Linked DNA regions of Columba livia: region 2 is linked to region 1. The links are chromatin contacts, called in public Hi-C maps. All regions are on one chromosome and are shown on one strand. Each heading gives the region's core, a stretch centred on a gene start, on an enhancer-like site or on the middle of the called end of the contact. The rest is flanking DNA. Distances are from core to core; before and after follow the strand shown. Region 1 overlaps PLCE1 (phospholipase C epsilon 1). Region 2 holds the start of PLCE1 (phospholipase C epsilon 1).

Region 1 (5,510 bases), core at 3,005-5,504:
TCTACTAGCAGTCTAACATTTTTTAAAGCACAGCTTCCTGTACAAAATGGCACTTGATGAAACTGCTCCAAATGGCTGGAAAAAAAAGCAATTCTGACCTGCAGGCAAAGGAACCTGAAAGTGGCTGTGGAACACACGCCAGTGGGCTCCAAAAGGCTCCTCCAGTCTCACCTGCAACACTGGTGCAGACACAGAGCAACATCCAGTCTTCCTGCCACCACGTTAAACAGATCATAATTCACAATAAGGCAGGGGCTTGAGAAAGGTATATCAGAAAAGATCTTTGACTAATTGGCACACATGTTTTTAACCTTTAAAATTAATATTTGCAGCAGAAGGAAATGGTTACTTTTCCATTTGGGTTTTGAGGTTTTTCTTCCAAGCATCCAGTTCACTAATCATACACCAAAGCCAAATTTGGGATTGCATTTTGTCTTTGAAATAACACAGGAATTCAGTTTTCAGATTTTTTTTCCCTTTACTTCTGCCTAGAGAAATGTCCACCAATGCCAATTAAAAGTGATAATACAGCATAGAACAGAAATGGATAACAAATACTTAGAGAAGCTGCTTGTTAAATATATCAAGATTACCAATAAAACTGTACGAATAATTCTCTCCACCAGATGGCATGGGCCTCACATTTTGCTTCATATATAGTCAAACTTCAGTGACATGGATGAAGATCAGACTCTTCCTGTGTTTCTTCTAATGTACAAATTTCAATAATGGCTTAGAATGTATATCGTTTCACCAAATTAACAGACATGTGCTGTAATCGAGGTATGGAAAATGAATTTCCACACTTAGAATACATGCAGTCATCTATGAGCTGTTTTGAAACCTCAGCCTTTTCCCTCCTAGGCAGGACATGCTATATACAGTTCTACCAGGAAAGTTATACCTGTAAAACTACCCTTGCAGAGACGTTGTTCAGGATAAATACATTATAGTATAAGGATTCTTCTACCGCTATACTTTGTGCAGGTTCTCTAATTGTTTTGTCAAAATAACTGCAGCAAGACAAAGATTTTATCATTATGGGTATCAGATATTCAGTTACTTATCATTTGAGTGCATATGCGTGTGAATGTGTACACGTGTACAAACTAGGTCTAAGTGAAAATCAGTGATAACAGTTACGCAGATATTGTAGTCAACCAGAAAGAAACCTTGTCAGCATTTTCAGATAGTGTTTCAGTGGAATTTATGCCCAGATTTTTAAACTGGACTCCTAAAAATCAAACCTGCAAATCCCTAAGACTTCTAAATGTTGCTGGTCTGATTATGAGAAACACAAGCCCTTCAGCATCTCTAAAATCATTATTTTTTTTTTTTACCCAGTAGACCAATAATGAATTTTTGGTGTCTAATTTAAATGCCTGTATTTAAAATTTTTGCTGTAACTTTTTTTGAATAGTACTGAAGCACGAATTCTACCTTCAAAAAAATATAATGAGTATTCCTGTATAAGCAAAGCTTTCTCACATGAGCCACCTCTGGTTTTGGAGGATCAGCTCTGATAAAGAACAGTTCAAACCTTTCTGACTGATGTCAGTCAGATTGTTTGCATCTGTCCATGGTATTTGGCTACAACAAAAGCACCATACTAGACATCATGTCAACAGCCAGTTGGACAGTAGCAACTTGCAACAATTAGAAAACAGGCCAGTCTTTGAACCAGGGATCTACAAGGTCTCATGGTCCTAGAGCCATTTGCTCCAAGCAAGTCCCACAATCAGACTTGACTCAGGTAGGAAACACAAAACAGAATTTCCTTTATGCCCTTCATTCTTACCTAGGTCGTGTGTTAATAAATAGAGAGGATCAACAGCTGGACCACATGTACACACTAATAAGAAGATCCTGAACAGAGGATGGAAGAGAAAATCAGGTAATGTTCTTCAATAAGCAGATATTCTGTGCTAAACTGGTATTGGTGATTTGCTTATACAATATATAAGCTAAAAATACAAAAGCACAAAAGTTAAAACTTCATAATGTTCAGCGGTAACAACACTGCCATCTTACAAAAACAGTATTGTTTCAAATTTCCCGTTAATAACTTGTCAGCACTTAATCTAATTTTATGGACCTTTCTTATTAGGAAAAAAAATCATAATAATATGGTTTTCAGTGTTACACAATAATGATTAATCTATTCTAGACAAATACACTACAAACTACTTATTTTCCCACAATGGTAACCTTGACAGTTCATTAAGAAGTTGTTTCCCAGCATTAAGGGGTCTTAAAGACTTTAATGGCCAAACATTTTGGCCTAACAGCATGGCAAGGGTTTGTTCAAAAAATGAAGATTTGGAAAACTTGTTCTACTACCCTGCAAGCAAGCTGTGCCATCCAGCCCCTGCTCACCTAGCAGCTGCAGCTTCTCCACATCCCTGGGACAGCTGTGGGGTTCCCTCCCACACAGCTGGAGCTGACACAGGCACAAACAGCACAGACAGAAGCTCCAGGATGTGATCTGGGATGACCCTAAGAGACAAGTAGCTCAGGTTTGCTAACACAAGGAACAGAATTTTCTTTTCCCCTTCTTTAAATCCGGACATAAAATGGTGGATGCGGAGGGTGTGTGAGCCCCTGCAATGACTCTGCCCAGGTCACCAAGGTTTCAGCAAACCACAGTTTTAGTGGGGCTGGACCCTGGGCTTCAATGCCCTCAGGCCACTCAGAGTGTTGAAAGAAATCAGTGTGCTTGACAAGAGGACCACATAGTGAAGAAGGCAGCAGTTTAAAATCTGAAGTTTAAAGATACACACACTGCAGGTTGGAGGGCAGAGGAGGCAACAAAACAGGACAATATGGACATGGCTGGGGCAGAGGTATAAGTTAGACTACAGGATAAAGATACAACACATACGAAGTTTTTAATTTTCATTTCTTTAAAAAAAATGAAACCAAATTATGGTCTGGATTGTTTTAGATTTGGGCCAACCTAGTATTTATCAACAGAACATGATGCAAATAATGTCGGTCAAAAACTACAACACTTGATCCAGCCAAATCATGGGCTCAGTCACGGGTTTCCAAACTGTGGTGCACATACTACTAATGATACACACCTAAGCAACCTAACAATTCTTCCATGTGCACATGTTAAGTACTGCCGCTAGCCTGATAATGGTAACATATGAAACAGATATACTTGGAAGCTCTGCCCCTCATCTGCAGGAGAGAGGTGGAAGTCCATGTGGAGACTCAAGATATCAATTGCAGTGCTGAATTTTCTGACATGCATCATCTTAGTCTTCTAACAAACTTTATTATTCTAAGCTTTCCAAAATTAAGTTTCATTATTTCTATTTCATTATTTGATTTCATTTGTTACCCAGATAAGAAATTGAAACTGATTTTTATCAAAACCAAAACTCAGTAACTCTGCTTGCAGATTTGAATTTTTTAAACCAGCAACCAATTTAAGATAGTATGTTATTTTCATCAGATATTTTCCATAGCAGAAAATATACCCAGCAAAAAAATCCTATAAAACATCATCTAATTAAAACCCCAAGAAGCTAGCAAAATAGCCCAACTACTGAGCCTTGCCACACACGCTTGGCTTTGGCACATCAAGTCTTGCCAGAGTGCCTCAGTTCATAATGGTTTAGAAATCAGATGACGACGAACAATGTCTCTCCAAATTCTTTTAATTTTCTTTTTGTTTCTACTTGAAAGTGCAACTTTTGTACATAACCATCCTAATAGTACGATCACTGGTTTACATGTCTTAGTTGCATAGAAAAACAGTAAAACCTTTAGTTCTGGTTAGGTTTGGAAATAAGATTTTGTTGTTGTTTTTTGCTCTCTACATTTCTGAAGTCCTAACACTCAAAGGACTCTTTGTCAACTCTCTCTTTTCTTTTCCTCCCAAGCTTTTCCTAAAATTGGCTGCTTTTCACTAGTTCTTTCAGTTAACTACCTTTCATATCTCATTAGCAAATTGTGCCCAGTACTGTTATATCAATTTCCACTTCTTTTACTTAATGAAAAATGTTTCTTTCAGTTTTTGTTCTCTTGGATCCACTGAGTCACCACCACATGGGTATTTCCTGTGAATCTGCTTTCATCTAGGCTGTTGTTTTCCTTGTGTTCCTTTGCAGAACAGAGAAATTAAAATCAAGCAACGATCAGAGGGATCTGGCCACTACTGCCTAATATAAGTACTGATTAGATAATACGTCTTTTTTTCCTGATGAGTACAACAGGAAATCAGTTACAAATGTACTATTCTTTACAACAGTTTGATGAAATGGACATTTAAATTCAGCCAAAAATACCAGCTCTTTTGGAAAGCAAATTGCAGTCTAAAAGTGTAATACTACAACTATGTGCATATGAACCATCCAACATGAAGTTTCAATACTGTTCACTAACCATCCCTGGAAAAAAAAAAATCTCCAAAAAGAACATGGAAAGTAAAAGGACCCCAAAAAACCCCTAAAATGTAAATGTAATAGCTATAAATGGTACAGATGCCACATGTAAATTTGAATGAGCTCAACAAAGCTGGGTGTAACACTAATAGAAGCAGGAGTGCCCATTAAGACCACACAATTGCATGAAGAAGGAATTCCAGCTTTAACTGTCAGACTCAGCCAAGAGCAGGTTGTGAACACTATGAAAAAATACTATGAAGTAGTAGAGAACTAATGGGACATATTTTGAGAAGCCTGCTCTAAGACTGAAGGATAAAAGAGGCTCCATAAAGACCATTGGTCCAGGGAATAGTGAGCAAGCTGAAGGTAAGTTCAAGAACGTAACTAGTGAACGAGAAAAGACAACTACTGATAGGCTTGAAGTAAAAAGAGCAAAACTACTTAGAAGGTGTTATAAAAAACTAGCGTTTTCAAGGCAGGGAGGAGAACAGTCCCCCCTTTCCTTCACAGAATTTAATGAGAAACCCTACAGAGACTTCCAAGGTTAGGAAGCCTAGAAAGAAACAGCAGATCTTGGAGTCATCCACCAAAAAGAACCTGGGGAGAAGGAGCCTGAAAAAGCTATAGGGAAATCAAGACAGTGCAAGCTGCAGGCATGAGTCATTTACAAACAGCAGCAGCTGGACCAAACCCTGAGATAAATGCTATTAAGGATGGCATTTGGAGAAGTCTGCAGGGCCCTAAAAATGGTATGGGATATGGTCTATAAATGGGTTAAGATAAAAAACAGTTGACAGATACCTTACCCAGGGGAGCAAATGCATGGTCCAAGGTTCTGGAGCTGGGACCTTCACCACAGACAAAAGCCCAGCTCTGCTGCTGCTACTCGGTGGTAAGAAACTTGGTTACCTACCAGGTAAGGAATATTTAAAGCCCTCAATCCACGGAGGATCACTGGTCATGGTAGCTGACATGCTATCAACTGTCTCTGACTGTTTTTTTCTGTCATGCCAGAGGGTGCAGACTAAATAAGATCTGACCACTTAGGTCACAGAGAGCACTGAAGCAGAGTGAGGGACAGGCAATGCTGGATTCCACTGAACAGCCTGCTAC
Region 2 (5,522 bases), core at 806-3,305, 40 kb after region 1:
CCCCTTTCAAATATACAAATATATAAAACGTACAGGATTGAAACATTTAGAAAACTTTTGTTATATAAACACAATAGCAAGTCCAGTTCTGCTCTTCACACAAGCACCTGTGAAACACGAAATGTTTGACTGTTCCTTGAAGCCCAGCTGATCTTTTATGCATTTCTCTACCACCGTATCCAACTCTTACACTTCCTTCATCAGAAGCACACTTCACAGGCTCCTCTCTGCATCATCTGTGCTGGTGGCATCCCAAGACTGTGCAGCAGAACTGATATGTATCAGTCCCAGACACTTTGGTCCTGATCCTACAAACACTTAAGCAAAACTACTTTTGTAAGTGTTTGCAGACTTACAGTCTTTGTAACTCAACCACACTTCACTGAGCAGGCCAGAGAGAAGTCTGGAGCTGGAAGGAAGGCATCTGCCTTTCGTGCCTGGGTGCCAGGGCCTGCAGTGCCCACAAAGAGTGCTTAAAGCCCACAAGAGGGGCTCAACAAGACCCACTGAGTGGGGAGAAACGTCACCACTGCCGCTTACAACCAGAGGCTCCTTCCGACAGATCTCCTGTGAGCTACACTGCTCTTGTCAATTAGCCAGGCTCTAATAAAAAAAAAATAAAAATAAAAACCACACCACCGCAACTGTTTGTACAATCGCAATGAGTAAAAAAAAAGAGAACATAGAAAGTGAGGGATTATTTATAAAAATTTATATCTTGTGGGATAAGAACAACCCACCCCAGTTTGCTTTTGTATTTAGGATTTTCTTGAACCCTCCCGGAGGAAGAGGGGGAGCCCCGAAGCACAGGGCAGGCAGGGAGGGCGCCGGCAGCGGGGGCCATCGGGTCCCGCCCGGGGCTGCGGAACGTGGCCGAAAGCGAAGCCCCCGCCCGGGCACGGCTTCAGTGAGCAGCCCTCCGCGGCCCCCGCCGGAGCCCGAGGAACCGGGACCGGGGAGCCGGAGCCCTGCCCCTGGGAGCCCTTAGGGCAGGCGCCAGCCTCGCTCGGGAGCCGGGGAAGGGGCCCGTGAAAGCGGGCGGGGGCGAGCTGGGGACGCACCTTTCAGCGTCCCCCCGGCATCTTCCTCCTCCTCGGGCCGGCCGTCGACTCCAGCGGCGGCAGGGCCTTGGCGGCGGAGCGGTCTGCGGGACGGGACAGTCCCCGGCTCCGCAGCGCTCCGCGGCCGCCGCTGCCCGGGGCGGCGGAGCGATCGAGGCGCCTGCCCCGGCGGGCCGGGGGCGGGGGCTGCGGGCGCGCACCGCCCCGCCGGGTCGATGGAGGGAGGAGGTGCCGCGGGGCAGCGCCGCCGGCTGACTCAGCCGTGGAGCCGCCGGGGCGGGTTCCCCCGGGACCGCCCCTCCTCAGCGGCGGGGGAGAGGGGGAGATCCCCCCGCCAGACGGCAGTCCCCGCTGGGCTCGTCCTCCGCACACGCGAGAGGCGGGATGCGGGCCAGCCCGTCGCGGGCAGCTCCTCCTCGTCCTGCCCCATGGCAGCCCCGCGCTCGCACAGGCACTGCGGGGCGGGGGCACGAGGGGCTGCAGCGCACGGGGGTTTGCAGCCCCCACAGGCGAGGCGCTCGTCCCGCACCGCGAGGGCTGCGCACCCGCCGCAGCACCGGGATGCGCGGTCCGCGGCGGCTGCCCGCTGCCGCTCCGCTCCCTCCGGGCGATCCACGTCCTATAAGTTTGGCGGGTAACCCTGCCTGCAGTACCCCTGAACGCCACAAACTGAGCTGCTGCTCTCCCCGGTGCGCGTGTGGCTTCTCATGAAGGACCAGACAGCGCCCACAGAGGGGATCCCCGAAGCCAGAAAGCGCACCCCAGGAGTCACCCGCGAAGATCCTCCTACCTCCCGCCAACGGGCAGCATCGCCCAAGCGCCCCAGCCCTGCGCCTCCGCACCGCTGAGTAACGGCGCCGTCCCCCGCGGCGGGAGCCGGTCCAGCGCCATCGCCGTGCGCGCCCTCCGAGCCGGGGCGGGGGCGGGCCGGGCCGCGGCTGCCTCACCGCATCGGAATGCTGCCCCCCCAGCAGCAGCACCCGCACAAGGTGCTGGTTCCCCCGCGGCAGCGGAAACAAGGGCTCGATTGAGCAGCGCAGCCACAGCCCCTGCCCGGTGCCCGCTGCCAGCCATTATCTCTGGAGAGAGAGAGCGGAGCTCGGGAAAGGGAGGGGGAAATACCGCACTGTTTCCACCGGTGCTGTGGAAAACTAACTGCGGTTAACTGCGGTTTTGGTCAACTCAGCTGTGCATCTTTGCATGCGACCTCTTCCACGCAGAGTACAACACGAAGAAAAAGCAGTATCATAAGTTTTCATTTTAAAGGCAGCATTCTCATTTTTAAACAGGCAAGTTGGCAATGGATGTGTTATTTTGGACATTTTTATGTGAAGGGCACCAATTCTCATAACTAAGGTATGTGGAAATTGTGTCCCAGGACAGGGCTGTAAAACTTACAGTTAATTTACCTCCTTCCCTTCCAGTGTAAGGAACTTGTAGTACTATTTTCTAAGGGAAAAACAAATCCTAACGCTTGAAAGTGAGATTTATTACTTTATGTTCTACTCTCTTACCTCAGCAAACACTCCAGACTTCGTTACAATAATTGTCTTGTGGGGATAATACAAGTACAATCATATTGATGCCTTGTAGATAGTAATCACAGCAGAGGAAGTCTGTTAGCAGTTCAACAAATACATCAAAAGTCAATGGTGTTATCCACTGAAAGTACAGAAGTTACGTATCTTCAAAAAGTTTATATTGGGGGGAGGTGGGGGGGTGTAGCAAATTAGGTCAGATATAATGTCATTGTATTTATTAACTTACTATTTCCTGGCTTTAATATCTACTCTGACTGTTTCAGTGGTTTACACGTTCTGATAATTAAATGAGTGAAAGAAAATACATCCACCTTAGTAAAGTACCTTGATCTTTCTAGCAGTGTAATGTCAAAATCATTTATTGCTTGGGAGACATGAGACATGGCCAATTGGAATTAATACAGTTAATTAAGTCAGAATGTTGATTATTCTATACTGAAATATAGTACACGTTTGATAAAATCCAGGTTCTACAAAAAAAAATTTAATATTCCCTTTGCCTCCAGCGTGGCCTGGATTTCATTCACTGCATGTAGTACCCAAAAAATGCCATAATACAATATTTTACAAAAAGTCAAATTTAAGTAGACAATCTTTTCAAATTCCTGCTCTGTCTGATCTGTATATTTTTCAGTACACCCATATATTCATATACTGAATATTGACCCAATTCAATTAATACTACCTGTGTGTACTTCACATTTTGTGAGTGTCAGAGGTATAGGAGTTACTTCATAACAAACCATAGAATGTATTTTCAGCACTACAATAGTAATAATTAATTACCCTGTAAACACACAGGCAACAGGAACTTTTCCATGGAAGTTTTTTCCAGTTTCTTCTTTTCCAGTTGTTTTAAAGAGTGCAGGAAAGTTATTATCACGTTATTCCACTGGAAAATGTATATAAATTTTCCTTCACGGTGTGTTCATACTATTTTTTTCAGCTTGCAAAACTCCGATCATAAAAAGGTATTCTGTAGTGAAAAGAAAGTGATACATTTGAAAGAATGTAAAATTTGGAGAAATTACCATATCCTTAACTGGACAGAAGACTAAGGCATCTGTCTAACTTCAGGCAAATGTCAATGAGCAAACTTAGCATAGCTAGGATCAATAATATGCTCAAACAAGTTGTTGCATTACGGGTCTCTTTCTGAGATCCAGCTCCTCACCTGTAAATTGAAGATTTCCATGTTACACCGCGAAGCTGGAAGATTATTTAATAACAATAAGATTTTCAAACACTATGATAATGGAAGATGTCAAAAAACTTCTAACAATGCAGAAGTTGTAAGTCAGATACAGTGGTGACAGGTGCTCTCTACAAAATAACTAGCTTCTCCTTTCCTCTGGGATGACATTTACTTGTCTGAATACTGTAGGAAAGAAGAAATTGCCAAGATGACAACGCTGCTGACATAGCTGGCCTCTTCCTAAAGTGTATTTATGTGATTGATAGTTCAGAAATTGCATCCCTGAAAAGTAACGTAGACTGAGAAAAAAATAAATATGAAAGAATAATATGCCTAACAAAAATAAGCTGCTAATTAATGTTTCACATGTGATTTTAGTATTTAAAAACAAGTCAGAAGTTATGCACAGATCCTGAGAAACATTAAATTACAGCAACATTTACAGTTGAGAAAAGCCATCATCTTCCAATTCCAACAGAGGTGCATGATCCACTGAGGTGGTGCAAGCAGATTTACTTGGGAAGAACTTCATTTCCTTGGTGACACGTTGGAAAGCTGCCTATAAGTTACCCAGGTAATCTGCCCCCATTACTGCAAGATTCACTGGGTTTGGACCTCTCTTCCTGGCTGTGCACAACAGAAGTAACTCCTCTCAATAGCAGTCACTGACCTGCTTTCAAAACTGGTTTGTTCCCAGGTTGGGACCGGTCTGCAGGTGCTCGTTGGCATCCAGGATGCCGCTTCCTCCGCAGGGGACTCCCATGCCTGAGTTCTGCACAAGTGAGTTTTGAGCTGCCTGACCTCAGCACTAAGCAGATGAAGAAACTATTTTTTCTGCGCTGGACTTGACTCGTGGGTCACAGTTTTAACATTCCCAGCCAAGCGGAAAGTGCTTCGAGAATGCTTCAGTTTTCTTTTCTCTCCCATTTCACATCAATGTCCGTTGTGTTTTCATGAGAATTGTCTGAGAGTCACCATACTGTGCCCTACTGGACCAGGCTTGACCACATAGAGACAACACACGCAGCTCAGATTAACTGTATTGCTAGATTCATTCGCAACATATAAGCTCAAAGTGGAGATTCAGGTATGAAGTTTCACTAATCTGGGATTCTACAAACAGTATCTATATGTTGAGAAAAATGCAGGACTTCCAGAAAATATCGATGTGTCTTTCAGCACTTACCAGGTAACAGTCTTCTACTGACTGTGTACTTTGGAGTTTGGGTTACAAAACTGATTTAGATATGAAATTCAAAGTGGTGCATAAATATTAAATTCCACACATTCCTGCAACATGGTATTATTCACATTATACAGATGGGGAAATTAAAGCAATGTGAGTTTACTTGAACGATTTTCACAATGTCAGGAAGAAAAAGCAGCTACAGCAGTAGGATCAGAACTCAAGAATACTTGGGGTTTTTTCTGTTCTTAGTCTGAACTGTACATCACTTGCCTAAGCTCTGCAGTATAGTGTATAAAGGAATATTTTGTCTTTAATTGTGGTATTCTACAGCAATATTTTCTAACAATTTATTTAACAAATTACATAAAACACTTAAAATATGCTTTAAATTAAAAAAATAGCCAAAAGACTTTTCCTTGGGCTTTGCTCCAAAATCTACCCTTCAGCCAGGACTAAAGAAAAGCACGCATGCTTGTGCACATGCAAACAGAAATTCTGAAAGAAAATTAGAAACATATGAAAATAAGGACTCAGAG

What was found. A called contact is a pair of places that touch in the nucleus more often than the background predicts.
Region 2: a contact with region 1 is called in a Hi-C map of crop, with 7 times the contacts expected there. The contact joins the promoter of PLCE1 here to the enhancer-like site in region 1. A contact is called at or near these places in 2 of 2 Hi-C or Micro-C datasets (crop and liver).

The regions. Positions count from the first base shown.
Region 1 is chr6:20,748,482-20,753,991 of bColLiv1.pat.W.v2, forward strand. All of the region lies in intron 2 of PLCE1 (phospholipase C epsilon 1), which reads right to left. Among named protein-coding and RNA genes, the nearest start is that of PLCE1, 42 kb to the right of the region's middle. Within about 2 kb of position 4,255, at least 1 of the 3 cell types and tissues checked has an H3K27ac peak away from gene starts, as active enhancers do.
Region 2 is chr6:20,791,107-20,796,628 of bColLiv1.pat.W.v2, forward strand. PLCE1 (phospholipase C epsilon 1) reads right to left here and starts at 2,056. Exons shown (of 33, transcript XM_065067458.1): 1 at 1,852-2,056.